5 separate regions of the Mus musculus genome follow, and all the other regions are linked to region 5. A link is a contact called in public HiCAR-type, HiChIP or PLAC-seq and promoter capture Hi-C data. All regions are on one chromosome and are shown on one strand. The core of a region is the stretch at or near the end of the contact, and the rest is flanking DNA. Distances in the headings are between cores, read along the strand shown.

What was found. Promoter capture Hi-C pulls out the DNA fragments that hold promoters and counts their contacts. HiCAR-type assays count read pairs that join an accessible place to other places. HiChIP or PLAC-seq counts read pairs in DNA pulled down with a chosen protein or histone mark.
Region 1: a promoter capture Hi-C map of pre-B cells shows a contact between it and region 5, with 2.5 times the contacts expected there. The contact joins the promoter of Akr1b10 here to the promoter of Mtpn in region 5. A contact is called at or near these places in 1 of 39 promoter capture datasets (pre-B cells), 1 of 484 Hi-C or Micro-C datasets (B cells), 1 of 115 datasets of contacts at active chromatin or transcription factors (pancreatic cancer cells) and 1 of 9 other capture datasets (adipose tissue).
Region 2: a contact with region 5 is called in a HiCAR-type map of astrocytes, with 3 times the contacts expected there. The contact joins the promoter of Ptn here to the promoter of Mtpn in region 5. A contact is called at or near these places in 1 of 39 promoter capture datasets (hippocampal neurons) and 5 of 115 datasets of contacts at active chromatin or transcription factors (the NIH/3T3 cell line, astrocytes, embryonic forebrain and 2 more).
Region 3: a contact with region 5 is called in an H3K27ac HiChIP or PLAC-seq map of thymic regulatory T cells, with 8 times the contacts expected there. The contact joins the promoter of Akr1b3 here to the promoter of Mtpn in region 5. A contact is called at or near these places in 2 of 39 promoter capture datasets (the C10 cell line and pre-B cells), 2 of 484 Hi-C or Micro-C datasets (both in CD4 T cells) and 1 of 115 datasets of contacts at active chromatin or transcription factors (thymic regulatory T cells).
Region 4: a contact with region 5 is called in a promoter capture Hi-C map of pre-B cells, with 4 times the contacts expected there. The contact joins the promoter of Bpgm here to the promoter of Mtpn in region 5. A contact is called at or near these places in 5 of 39 promoter capture datasets (the 3T3-L1 cell line, the C10 cell line, the HPC-7 cell line and 2 more), 4 of 484 Hi-C or Micro-C datasets (CD4 T cells, CD8 central memory T cells and pre-B cells) and 2 of 9 other capture datasets (adipose tissue and liver).

The regions. Positions count from the first base shown.
Region 1 is chr6:34,382,866-34,385,565 of GRCm38.p6, forward strand. Akr1b10 (aldo-keto reductase family 1, member B10 (aldose reductase)) reads left to right here and starts at 1,382. Exons shown (of 10, transcript NM_172398.3): 1 at 1,382-1,542. The coding sequence starts at 1,477.
Region 2 is chr6:36,808,802-36,811,501 of GRCm38.p6, forward strand. Ptn (pleiotrophin) reads right to left here and starts at 1,378. Exons shown (of 5, transcript NM_008973.3): 1 at 1,093-1,378.
Region 3 is chr6:34,316,189-34,318,888 of GRCm38.p6, forward strand. It overlaps Akr1b3 (aldo-keto reductase family 1, member B3 (aldose reductase)), which reads right to left and starts at 1,301. Exons shown (of 10, transcript NM_009658.3): 1 at 1,152-1,301. The coding sequence starts at 1,217.
Region 4 is chr6:34,475,015-34,477,714 of GRCm38.p6, forward strand. Bpgm (2,3-bisphosphoglycerate mutase) reads left to right here and starts at 1,342. Exons shown (of 3, transcript NM_007563.5): 1 at 1,342-1,408.
Region 5 is chr6:35,538,500-35,541,199 of GRCm38.p6, forward strand. Mtpn (myotrophin) reads right to left here and starts at 1,389. Exons shown (of 4, transcript NM_008098.4): 1 at 1,040-1,389. The coding sequence starts at 1,111.

The DNA of each region.
Region 1 (2,700 bases), core at 132-2,631, 1.2 Mb before region 5:
AAAAGAAGGGAGGGGAGGAGGGAAGCAGGTGAGGGGGGAGGAGGAGGAGGAGGAGGAGGGGAGGGGGAAGTAGGAATGAGGGAAGAACAGGAGGGTGGGGAGCAAGGGGGAGGGGTGAGGAGGGAGGAGGAGAAGGAGAATTTTAGTAGTAAAAGATCATGTCGAAATGACTAATAGGTAATCTCTACTTCTAGACCAATTTACTCCCATGATCTTACAGCAATTGTGTGAACACAGATGAAATTACACACTCACACAGCCACGCCTGACACAGAGGCTACTATAACCGCACATAATGTTACTCTGTGTTTACTTTTGTGTTAAGGAAGTTGAGATTATGATTCTTTCTTCTTTGGTCCAGCCTCACATTACTGCTTTTCAAATTCATACATTAAAAAGAGTGACTGGCCCAACTTGGGATCCATCTCATGGGAGGGCGCTAAGGTCTGATACTATTGCTGATGCTGTGTTGTCCTTACAGACAGGAGCCTGTATGACTGTCCTCTGAGAGGCCCTACCAGCAGCTGACAGAGACAGAGGCGGATACACCCAACCGTTGGACTGAGGTCTGGGACCCCTATGGTTGAGTTAGGGGAAGGACTGAAGAAGCTGAAGGGAAGAGTGACCCCATAGGAAGACCAGCAGTCTCAGTTTATCCGGATTCCAGGGAGCTCCCAGAGACTGAGCCACCAACTAGGAGCATACACGGGTTGGTCGGAGGCCCCTGGCAAAAATACAGCAGAGGTCTGCTTGGTCTGGCCTCAGTTGGAGAAGATGTGCCTAATCCTTGAGAGGCTTGAAGCCCCAGGGGAGGGGGAGGTCTGCGGGGGCACCCTCTCGGAGGCAAGGGGGAGGAGGAATGGGATGAAAAATTTTGGGAGGGGGGACAAAAGGGGGGACGGGAATGTAAATAAATAATAAAAATTGAAAAAAAATTCTGCAAGGACATCCGTCAATTGATTTCCCACCGATATCTCTTGTTATCAATATTGTAGCTAGTGAAATAGTGGTTTCAGAAATAATTGATGTGGCTAGTCTGACAGTAGTGGGTTATCAGTACTAATCGATATCAGAATGATTGCTATATGCCTCCTTGTTTGCCTTGAATTTTTTTTCCCTAGCTGAAAACTTGTTGGACCCCTAGAGTATGTGCACTCTCGAAGCAATGACCTTCCTTAAATAAACTTATGCATTCATCTTTCACTGCCTGTTATTTTTGTCCACACACCTGTGCGGGCACTGCTGCGGGAGCCTTGCACTCTGCAGCAGGGAAACTTAGTATTCTGCAGTGTTTACTGCTGGTCAACCCTACGAAAAACCGAAATGCACTTCCTGTGCCAGTGCCCGCCCCCAGGCTGTGGCTGCTAGCCAGTAGGAAGAAGAGCCTGTCTCCTCAAGGACACGGAACCAGTTGCCAGACTCCTAATTTAGGCAAAGGCTCCCGTCTGTTCCCTTTGAACCGTTTCTGCAGCAACCATGGCCGCCTTCGTGACGCTCCTTACCGGAGCCAAGATGCCCATTGTGGGCCTGGGCACCTGGAAGGTGAGTGCGCAGTTTTTGGGCAGCTGCTTTTTTCAAGTGGGGACAGGTCTTGGCACGTCTTCCTCTTTGCATAGCATTTGCCTGCCGGGTGGGGGTTGGGGTCGGGTAAGGCTGGAACTCTACAGCCTTGACCCAAGTTGCTTTCAGTTTTTGTGCTGCTTCAGGCCTCAGAGCTGGCGTCTAACTTCCCTAACAAGTGTCGGGATCCCAGCTGTTCCTGGATTTTTACAAAGTACAGCAAACCATCATCTCCAGGCAGTTATTCTCGTCGCAAGCTTTTCCTCAGAATTACTTCACAGTTTACAAGTTTTGGCTGTGTATTTATTTCTGGTTGAATTATTTAGAACGAGAACGCTGAGCTCCAAATGACCCAGCTGCCCTTGCTACCCATGCTGAAGGACCCCATTACCTACTTCAGAGTAGTCTGGGAGCCTGTGAAAGCCCAGTCTCAGACCCCAGCCCAGGCACGTTCACTTTCCAAAGACCCCACTAGTTCCCACATGTTAAAGCCCGAGCAGGATCAGGGTGGCAGAGAGACTGAGCGAGAGTCAGCTCAGGTCCCACCCTGGCTGTGTTCAACTCACCTGGCAAGTTTCTCCGAGGCTCATCTCAATGCTTAGTGAAACGGTTTTGGACCAAGCCAGAAATTACACATCCATCAAAACAATAACTAATCACTTGCAGATCTCCAGGGAATCAACTCACATGGAAAACTTCACAGAGATGAACTTTCAGAATTTCAACAGCAGACGCAGACTGTAAAGGAGTTGGGCTCAGGATGAGTAGCCCGTGCTGCCAGCAGTGCGCGTGCAGGGGGGCGGGGCTTTCAGCCTGGACCTCAGTGCCTCTGAGTGGCTGGAAGCAATTCCTTGTCCCAGTGATGGCGCAGCTGTTGCTGTTTTATGATCTTTTAAAAATTAGATTTATTTTTTATTTAAATTTCAAATGTTATCCCCTTTCCTGGTCCCCCCTCCAGAATCCCCCTATCCCATCCCCCCTCCCCCTGCTTCTTCCCTCACCTACCCACCTACTCCCACCTCCCCACCCTCGAATTCCCCTACACTGGGGCATCAAGCTTTCACAGGACCAAGGGCTTCTCTTTCCATTGATGCCCGACAAGGCCATCCTCTGCTACATATGCGGCTGGAGCCATGAGTC
Region 2 (2,700 bases), core at 128-2,627, 1.3 Mb after region 5:
CTGTTACTTTGTTCTCCCCTGAAGTGTGCATTCCTTCTGTGAGGCACCCACTCTACTTCTGAAGTCTCGCTCTGCTCCTACAGCTCCAAAGTCCTTATTACTAAGGAGACAAGAACTAGTTAGCAATCTGTATGTGAGTTACATGTGTGCTCTTGTATTTATATGCCACATCAGATCCCATAGAAGTGTGTGTGTGTGTGTGTGTGTGTGCGTGTGTGTGTGCATGTGTGTGTGCGCATGCACACACACATATTTTAGAAGAGAGGAAAGGTTATGTTTTATGCACAAAAGAAGTGACTTTTCTTCTCAAAATATATTATGGAAACAACTGGAATATCACCTCAGAAATTCCGGGTGTCTGCCAAACTCGTCTTTACCACAACCCTGGCTTATTTGGATACAACTGAAAACGTAAGTGCTTCTATGCCAGTTGGCATCCCAACCAAGCAAAGGTAGACTCCAAAGTGTGCCTTTGAAACTTTGGACTGAACTGTTTCTAGAAGCGTTTCTGGGCTCGTGGGCAGGCTAGGGAGTGCAGGCTGCTCTGGCGGAGATGTTTCTCCATCAGCAGACACAGGAGGGGCAGGCTGCCAGGCATGTACCACACCTAGAGCGGGCAGCAATTGGCAGTTGGCAAGCTCTAGGGCAACCTGAGAAGTGGAGGTAGGAAATGAGACCTGTCTACTGATACACCCTTTCTTCTCTCTCATGCCTACTGGGCCAGACACACCCACCAAAGCTCCAGGTTTTACAAAGAGCACAAATGTGCCCTCTCCCGCGCTTTGCATGCTCTGGCAGGTAGCAGGAATTCGGTCCCCATGCACTCTCCACAGCCCAAAAGCTGCTTTCCTTCTTCCCATCCAAGCACATGCTAGGTTACTTAGCTCATTCCCCCCAAAATTTCCTTTCGGCTGTTTTGCCTTCTGGAGCAAGTCCGTTTTTAAAAGCAGTCCTATTTAGCGGACTCCAGGCAGCCTCTCTCCTGCTCCAACCCCCTCCACGTACTGCAGGCTACCAGAAAAGTGGCTTTGGGGGGTAGGCACACTGCACCAGAGACCCTTTGGAGAAAACCACAGGGTATCTTGCACTTACTTTGGCTTGCAGAGGTCCTCGCTGACTAGCTGGCTGCCTTTGTTGCAAAGTGCGGGCGAGGTTTCTGCAGACTCCAGGTATCGCTGGCTGATGCTCCTGCCTGGGCGGCTGCGCTCTGCTCTCCCCCCTTCTGGATGGATGACTCAGTGCTTTCTTTCTTCCCCTCTCTCCACTTTGGGTTTTCTTGTGCTCTGGGGCTTCCTTGGCGGGATATTTGGACGGGTAGGCGGGGAACCTGATCCTGCCTTCACTCAACTACACCCTGCCGGGGAGGGAAATAGAGAATGGGAGGGACGAGAGAGGGCAGAGAGAAGAAGCAGGCTGTGCGAGGGAGGAGGGGAGTGCTTTGCCCCCGAAATCTGATTGGGAAGCTTATGAAAAGCAGGCTACTCTGGGGGCAGTCTTTCCCCAAACGGATCTGTGTAGAAAGACCATGGGTTATAAGACCGTTTGTTCTTAGCACCCACCCAGCACCATATTTTTTGTACAAACTCCCAAGAACCATGTTTTTCTCCCCCTCCCATGGGTCCATAGCTCGGCTTATCAAGCTGGATATCTTAATTGGAAAATTGACAGCATTTTAAACTACAGTTTTGGTACAGCTTTAAACACACACACACACACACACACACACACACACACACACACACACACACACACACACACGATATTCTATTCGAGATTGGGGGAGCCATGTGCAAAGGCAGCTGTCCCTTGCTCTCCGCCCCTAAAGGCCTCCCTGCAGGGAGTCCCTGCTAACTTCAGCTGACAGTTGCAGCTCACCTCCAGTCACAAAGCTGCAAAGCAGTTTTTTCTGGGTTGTCACTAGGAGTGACAGATCTCTGAAATTTCCCAATTAAATGTCACTTTCCTTTAGGGAATTTTTCCATTCTTGGCTTCTTCGATGCCTTCGGGTCACATATTTTGTGGCATGCTCTTGGCAAAGAACACAGGGGGGTAATCAGTGTGGCTCAAGCTCTGGGGTTTGTAAGAATTAGAGTGGGCTTCCTGGCTTCCTGAGACCTTCCTCTCCTTTAACCAAGGAGAGCAAAGTGACAGTTTTGAGTCACACATAGAAACTGACCAGAAAAGATGGAGTAAAACCCCAATTTGCCCAAACACGGTCAAATTATAAAACTGGCTCCAATTTCTCACCAAAGATACATCTCTTCAACTCAACTTACAGATCCTATGGATTCCGTAGGGTGTTTTAAGCCCTCACATCTTAAGACCACTCCTTTCCTAAAATTACAGCCATTGGTTATGGCAAGTGGTTTTAAGGACTAGGAGTCTTCTATTGGCTGTTACCTGTACCAATGTCCAAGAGTAATCGAGGGACAAAGGTGACCCTGCAGGAGTAGAGCTTTTAGTCCACTAATCTTCGTTTCTGCCCCTCCCCCCACCCCGCCCTCCAACGAAAAAATGGACAGAAATTCACATTTACACCTGATCTGTATTCTTTACAGTCTCTTCTGCTAAACCACCTTTCCACACACAAATTGCACATGCCTTCCTCAAGACCAACTCCCAGGCTATGCACATCCCTGTTTGAAAGTTCATCTTTGCCATGAAACAGTCCATGTGAGTGTTCATCTGGTGTCACCTGTG
Region 3 (2,700 bases), core at 51-2,550, 1.2 Mb before region 5:
GACAGAATTAAAGTATCATCATCCTACCCATAATTTGGGTCATGTATTATAAAACTACTGTAGTTACATGTGCCTGTGTGTGCTGTGTCCAGTAGCTGTGTTTGCTATGGCAGGGAAACCGTCTTTCTTATCATTCCACCACACCGAATTCAACCTGGTATCACGGTTGTAATTCAATCATACCTTTGCAGTCACCAAGGACCCTCTGTAAGGAAACAAAAGCCGCACTTGCTAATCTACTGGCTTAGATACACGTTCTGAGAAAGACAAGTCTATGACCTGTTTCTTATTCTCCATTTGCATTACCCGTTGTTTTAACTGTAGTTTGGGTAGAAACAGACTCTGTCTGGTTTCAAACCATTTAAATTCAACCCTACCTGATTTTCTCTTACCTTCACTGTGTCTAAGTGCCCAGGTCCACCATACTCAAGGTTCTTAAAGATCGAGGTCACAGCATCGGTCTATAATATATAATACAACTACCCTGCAAGTAGCTTAAGAGCTAGGTTTTTCTGCTTCAGCAATAACACCAAAAATTGGTTCCTTAGTTGCCAAATAATCAAATCAGTTATAATTTTTGGTTTTTAAATATCGGTTCTTTCTTTTTGTATTTCACTATGATGTATCTGGCCCTCTTCTCAACTCTGCTGTGTTGTGTTGAGGTTTTGGGGATATCTCGCCTGAAGTCTTCTTATTAGTGGGTGGCACCCAGCAACGCGGAAGTCAGATTAATTCTCCAGGAGTTCCGCACCCATTAAGAACTGCACTCAGAGACTTAGAGGACAGAGAAACAAGCTGGTTCCTGGCAAGCTCTCGCCTGCTAATTTAATTATCTCAGGCCCATTGGCCCAAGTGGCTCATTCCCGAGAGGGCAACATCTGCGCCAAGTGAGGTCAATTCACTCGTGAGGCTGGGGCGCCACAGGTGCCAGATGACAAATCTAGGGCTCTGCTTCAATCCCTCTCACCCGGGTCACCGTGGGTGTGTCTCCACCTGGGGCGCCCACGCGGACTCGAGCGCTGCTCGCCCGAAGCCCCACACGCCGGGCCGCAGCCAGATACGCTCACAGGCCCCGCCACGCGAGCCCCGCTCCGCGCAGGCCGCTCAGGGTCACCCAGCGGGCGGCGGGTCGCACCCTGATGCATGCCTACCTTCCAGGTGCCCAGGCCCAGGGTGGGCATCTTGGTGCCGTTGTTGAGTTCCAGATGGCTGGCCATGATCGCTGCACGTTACAAACCCGGACCGGCAAATGTGCAGCGCTGGCTCGGGCGCGCACCTTTAAATAGCCCCAACGGCCTGTAGAAAGAACGCCTGCCATTGGTTGCACGGCTGAGAGACGGATCCTTCTGATTGGTCGATGCCGCGGTTCTGAAGGGGTCGGCGAGGATGCTTCTTTCCCTAGGTCCTAGCGGCACGGAATTCTCCAGCTGCTCTGCTTGCGCCCCACGTGGCAGTGTTTGCCCGCTGTTGTAGCACCAGACGGAAAGCTCTGAAAATAACCAGCAGACTAGAGATAAGGAGACTGGGGAGAAGTTTTGGTTTCGTTTTCGAGCCCAGAAGAAGACGTCTGTGTCTTTTCTAATCTCAGAATGACACTCTTCTGGAATCTTACACATCTTGCTTTGAATCTGATGGAGCAGATAGGCGTCAGGTGTATTTAAGAGCGTTCCCCCCCCCCCTTAGATTAAAAGTTAAATTTCAGGTGTACTTAAGCACTCCCATCCCCGCTATTAAAATGATTGCAACCGGTTTTGCAGAGAACTACGAAATACCCGTTTGTAGTACCTTTCTACCACTACCGGTGTCTGAACATGTTTAGTCTGGTTCAACAAGACTTGATGCAAAAATCCATAACCGTTAAGCTATGATCTCCCATAAGTTTCATCTCTGGATCACACATAAGTGATTTTGGAAAGTAAGACTCTTAAGCGGAAGGTTCCAGTATAATAAGTTGGCTAAACTCTGGAGGAAAAGTGAAAAGTCAGAGAACAAAAAAGTGAACAATCCCATAGTAGGAAAAGTCCATTCTCATACAGCAATGATTCCATGTTAGGGGGTACGAAATAAATCAGTTGTATTAGGTAGAAAAACAAAAGACTTTTCCTAAAATAATCTGAGTTGCCCCAAGAACTATGACGGCAATTTTGGCACTCGTCCAACACCCCTCTGAGTGATGGTCTGTTTCATTCCAGTCTCCTTCTGCTGGGTCATGCTCCAGTTGCCCCCTGATTACGCAACAGGGACAACTGCATCTGCAAGGTAATGAGTCAGGAACCCCACCTCTCTAAATCCCATTCTGGTGATTTTCCAGTCGGTGCCCTCTTAAAAAGTGGCACTTCTCCACTCCCACCCCAGGGAAAATTTATAAAGAACAGATATTTTCCACTTGAGTTTTATTAACAAAACCAATCCCCACAACTGGTGGCATGTGGAAATTCTGGTGTACTTTTTCTCTAATTAATAGTATTTGAATTTGAGTCTAGTTCTGGGGATTTGGTTTGTGTAAGATAACAGGTGACCTGACGCCCACCACTTGTCCTCTGTGAAATCCCTCTTGGCATAGAGACTTCTCTGCCTTTTGAACCTCCTGGGTCCAAACACAAAGAGCTGATTGATGTCTTGTGAAGTGATGCTCTTGCTCTGTGTGGCAGCTCACATCTCTTTACTTGACATTAAGAAAATAAAGGGGAAAGGACCGAG
Region 4 (2,700 bases), core at 92-2,591, 1.1 Mb before region 5:
GTTTTGCATGGCTGCCGTTACCCTTCCTGAGGAGAAAGCTTTGATACTACAGGGCAGCGGAAATGTTTTCTGGTCCATCTGCCCTCATGAAGAAGAGGAAGAACAGGTTGGCAGGTGTGTACGATTGGGCAGATTCCTTCTCCAGCTGTTCTGACCTGAGAATCCACTGGCTAAGACAAGTAGCCACACCTGAGCCATCCAGGAGGTAGAGTTTAACTTTGCTAAGCCACCATCACTACAGCACTGGGTTCACACACCATCACTCCAGCCGACAGAACTCACTGTCCTTGAGAGACGCTCTCTCAGAAAGGGGTAGCTGCAACTATCATGAGCTAAAATGCATAAATGGGACATACAGCTTGCTACAAGCAGGCCATCATGACACCAGTTCATGGTGTGTCAAGATTTTCATCCTAAATAACTGATCTGAGCACCCATTAGCTGGTCACAAACTTATTGGACTTGTTTATAGAATTAACTAGGTGAGTTCAGAAGACACTAAGTGGAACAGCTTTCAGAAACCAAGAAGGGGAATTTTCCCGTCTGCTCAGGCACACATAACATTTCTTATCTTTCTCATTCACGTTTTGACACACGTTTCAGACCTTGTGTGGTAGTTCAAGCCTGCTTAGTAGCTTCCAGCTCTGGTACCAGACCCGAGTGACAAGCTGGCATTTTCATAGGTTTAATTTCAGAAACTGTAGTGTACCATTTTCTACTTTTCTAACCTCTTCGCCCTTCTTGTACTTTTAGGATATCCTATTATTCGCTTCTCTTCTCTTCATAATGTTAGGAGAAAGTAAGAATGAGCGACTATCTGTAAATAGGACACTTTAAAGGTTTTCATTTTAATCTCTGTTTTCGACGCACAGGCGTGCCAAACAAGCTTTCGTGAGGATCTACCGGGTTCAGCCTAGGTAGGACCTGAAATTTTCCGTTAACTAGAAGAAGTATCCCTTCATCTGCTGACCCGCTTTTCACAGCAGGTGTGTTTCAATTTCGAGAACTTCAAACAGGTCTCTGGACGGCAAAGCTAGCAGCCCACAAACATTGCCCCGGCGATGCTCAGGGGTTTGGGTCTCTACGACTAAAGCCCGCCTGCCTATGTCCGAAACTACCATCTTATTGGTCTATCCGTGCGTCTGTTTCCTCATTAAACCAATCATAGCTTCCCTTCTTACCCCAGGGACTTGAGAAACCGGAAAGAACCTCCGGCTGGTCGCTGGCCAGAGGGCGGGGCCGTGAATGAGTGACAACTCTGTCTTCCAATACCCAGCGCTATCGGTTCTGACCATTTTGGCTTCTAGGCTACAAAAGAGCGTTGATGCCGGCTGTAGCGATGAATCCTCACTGGCGTCTGCAGCACGGCGTTACCGAGGACCGGCTGCTACTGGTAGTTTCCTTGCAGGTGAGTGGCTTCGTTGTAATTGTTACAGTTGTGAGGATTTCTTTTCTTTCATGAGTGGCTTGCTGTTCTATCGTGAGAAGGCCGGTTGCTACCTTGCCCGGCTTTAGTATCTGGTGGGAACCTGATGCCCGCTTCAAGCGAGACCCTCCCGAGTACCCCAGCTCTCAGCTGGCCCTTTCTCAGCGAGCATCTCTCAGGAACAGTGAGTTCTGTCGGCTGGAGTGATGGTGTGTGAACCCAGAGCTGTAGTGATGGTGGCTTAGCAAAGTTAAACTCTACCTCCTGGATAGCTCAGGTGTGGCTACTTGTCTTAGCCAGTGGATTCACTGGAAGGAAGCAGGTGTAGGGCGAAGGCAGACCTTGATCCTAAAAGTGTAAGTTAAGGGGGGAAATATCATGGAAGGCAAAGAGGTTGTTGCATATTCAGGAGTCTCAGGAACCATATTCCGGGTTCAGGGGAACACTACCCCCTCCCCAGCACACACGCGTGCACGCCCGACCACCACTATCATGGCCAAAAAGTGTCATTTCTTTTTGTGCTAAGGGGTAGGAGCAAGTATTTCACTACAGTAAGTCAAAAGAAATGCAAAATTGTAATGAAGTTTATTATTAGACTTTGCAGGATGGAGCCCCCCCCCCCAAATTAGGAAGGGTTTATAGCCCGTGAATGGGGGAAATGGTTCTAGAATATTAACTAACAGAATTCCGACGCCTTCGGGAGGAAATAAAAAGTAAATGGTTACATTTCAGCAGCAGGTACAAACGTTTCTATAATAAAAGTCGTGTTAGTTTGTCTGTAAAACTGAATTTTCACATTTTTTTAAAAGAATTGTTTATTTTATGTATATAAGTACATTGTAGCTGTATTCAGACACACCAGAAGAGGACATCTGATCACTTTACAGATGGTTGTGAGCCACCATGTGGTTGCTGGGAATTTAACTCAGGACCTCTGGAAGAACCGGCAGTGTTCCTAACCTCTGAGCCATCTCTCCAGCCCAATTTTCACATTTTTTTCAAGACTGTTTTATGTGTATGATTTTTTTGCCTGAATGTATGTATGTGTACTCTGTGTACGCCTAGTGTCCATGGACCACCCCCCCCCCCCCGGAACTGGAGCAAATGTCTATGAGCCCCCCTGCAGGTGCTAGGAAGGGAACCCAGTTCCTCTGGAAGAGCAGCCAGTGCTCCTGACCACTGAGCCATCTCTCCAGCCCAGTTTCCACATCGTTTAAAAAGGCAGAAGTTACATTTCTAAGGCCCATGCCTTTATTAAAGGCTATGTAAAATTA
Region 5 (2,700 bases), core at 139-2,638:
GTACAATCCTGTAGTTAAAAACAAACAAACTAACCAACCAATCAACCTGCTTCTGCCTGTTTCCTAAAACAAGTCCTGTGAGGCAGGATGCCACCGCTCACACCTTTTAAGATTTAAAATCTTGACCGCAGGCTCACACTTTTTGAAGAGGACCAAGATGTTCACAGTTGTCACAAAATTCTACTTTCGGAAAATAATAATAATAATAATAATAATAATAATAAAACTATAGAAGTTCTCCTTACAATTACAAAAGGAGCAATTTAAGACCCAAAGGCAGGCCAGGTCAGAACTTTCCAAGTACCTCCAAGTATGGTTTTGAATTTGGGTTTCTTAACCATATCCCAAACATAGCGTGATCAGACTGCAGTACTATTTACTACACACGCGCGCGGACTTCAGATGAAATAATGGAGTACCCCAAGTTAAAAGGCTTTTTGAAAACTACTCCGATTTCCCAACACCCCAGATGCCAAATGGCAACCTTACCACTCGAAGCAAACGATACACACACATACACATATTATGTGGTGGTGGTGGAGAGGAAAAAGGCCACACCCAAGTTAAAGACTTTCAGAGCGAAGTGACACCAAGTTTCAGAAATTTAACTATGGCTATTTTGGGGCAGCTCATTTCACGGGTGACGGATCCTCTGAATCCTCCCCATCTCCACCAGGCCGCACGTTCAGGAAATCGTTCCCGATTCGAACTGCTCGGGTTTCCTTCTCAGGAACCCGGTGCGAGGCCAAGATGGAGAAATGCCTCATTCAAAGATTGCAGTACCCGGGGTATTAGAGGGCCGGCCCGTGCCGATCGAGGGAGACAACCAGGCGCCCGTTACCTGCGGGGCTGGGACAGGCCACAGCCGCCTTAGCAACAACACAGCGGTTACCTGGCACCGAGGAGCCACCCAGATCCAGGCCCTGCGGCGTCCACGAGTCTCCCAAGCTGGCCCAGCTCCCGGTGTCCCCCACGCCCTGGGCTTCACGACCACCCACCCCGCCGCAGCGCAGCATCAGCGCCGCGCATCCCCGCTCACCTTAGCCACATAGTCCTTCACCTCATCCAAGTCTCCGTTTTTCAGGGCCCACATGAACTCCTTGTCGCACATGACTGCAGCGGGGTGGGCCGGCGGGCCGGGCAGGAGCGGCGATTAGGCCCGACGAGGGGACACGAGAAAGCGACGCGCCTCAGGCCGCTGAGCGGGCGAGACTGCGGGTCGCGGCTACGGTTCGGGCGGGAGAAAGTTCTTCTGCAGCCGTTGGGCCCAGCAGAGCAGGTTCCGCCTAGCTGAGGAGAAGCAGGACGCTTACACTTCCGGTTCACGCCCCGCTAGGGCCCGCCTCCCACTTCCTCTTCCTCTTCCTCTCTCCAGAAAGCTCTGCTCGGGACCCCGCCCCGACTGCTTACCTCAGGAGAGCCACTTTTGCGCAGGCGCATTATCCTGGCCGGCCAAGGCAGAGTAGAGGCGTGGTTCCAATGGGCGGGGCCGTGAGGCTGAGTAGAATGTTCCTGGAGGTCAGGAAAATCAGGGGCTGAACCTGGGGAGGTGTTGGATGGGAGTAGGACACTCCAGTTCCACGACAGAGGGGAACGTTAGTTTCCAGGGCTCACTTTCTAATAATTCTAAAAATAACTAATAATAATAATAATAATAATAATAATAATAATAATAATAATAATGTGTTTAGATTCTCTCTCTCTTACTATCCCACTTTAAACTAGTAAAAGAGGAAAAACAAAAAACCAACCCACTCTCAAAACATTTTTATTGAGACTTTCATCTATGCATATAGTATGTTTTGAACAAATTCATTCCTGAATCCCTTCTCCACTTCACCACTACTTTTCCTTCACAACTTTATGTGACCTCTCTTCTTAAAACAAAACCAAAAACAAAAAACCAAAAACCAAATTTTCATTTACGTGTATGATAGTTTTGACAGAATATATACATTTATGTGAACCAATGTGTGCGAGTGCCCGAAGAGGCAAGAGGAAGCATAAAATCTGAGAGAGCTAGAGATACAGACAGCGGTGAGCCTTCATATGGGCCATGCTGGGAACCAAGCCGGGCTCCTCTGCGAGAGCAGCCAGTGCTCTTAACCTCTGAGCCATCTCTGCAGCAGTGCTCGGGTCTTGTGTTGAGCTCTCTGAACCCACTTAGCGCTTCCTGTTGAGTGCATACGTGTGGGACCTACTGGTTTGTTTTACCTTTAGGCATCAAACTCTATTCCTATTCTCATACATCAGTGGCTGGGTGGGGCTCTCTCCCTTGGTCTTTTCTCCTCTCTCTCCCACTACCACTCTTGGCCTTTCTTCTCCCTTTCCTCAACCATGCAGTTTCTTTGGGACATCCACCAGAAGGAAATAAAAAGGAAAGAATAAAACTTTTTTTTTCTCAGAAGGAAATCTTCAACACGTAGTTGAGACAACGGTGTCAGTAGGTTTATTTCTTTTTAATTGCATACGTACGTGCTTGTGTACAGATGCACTGATGTGGGCATGAGTGTGCATACGTGTAAACTCAGAGGACAACTTGTGGGAGAGTACTCTTATGTAGGTCCTAGTGACTGAATTTAGGTCACCATCGGGCTTTGTCACAAGCATCTTTCCTGGTTGAGCCATCTTGCCAACTCAACAACGTGAATTATGTACATTTACTTTCTATGGTGGAAAATACTTAAGTGTGTGATGGCA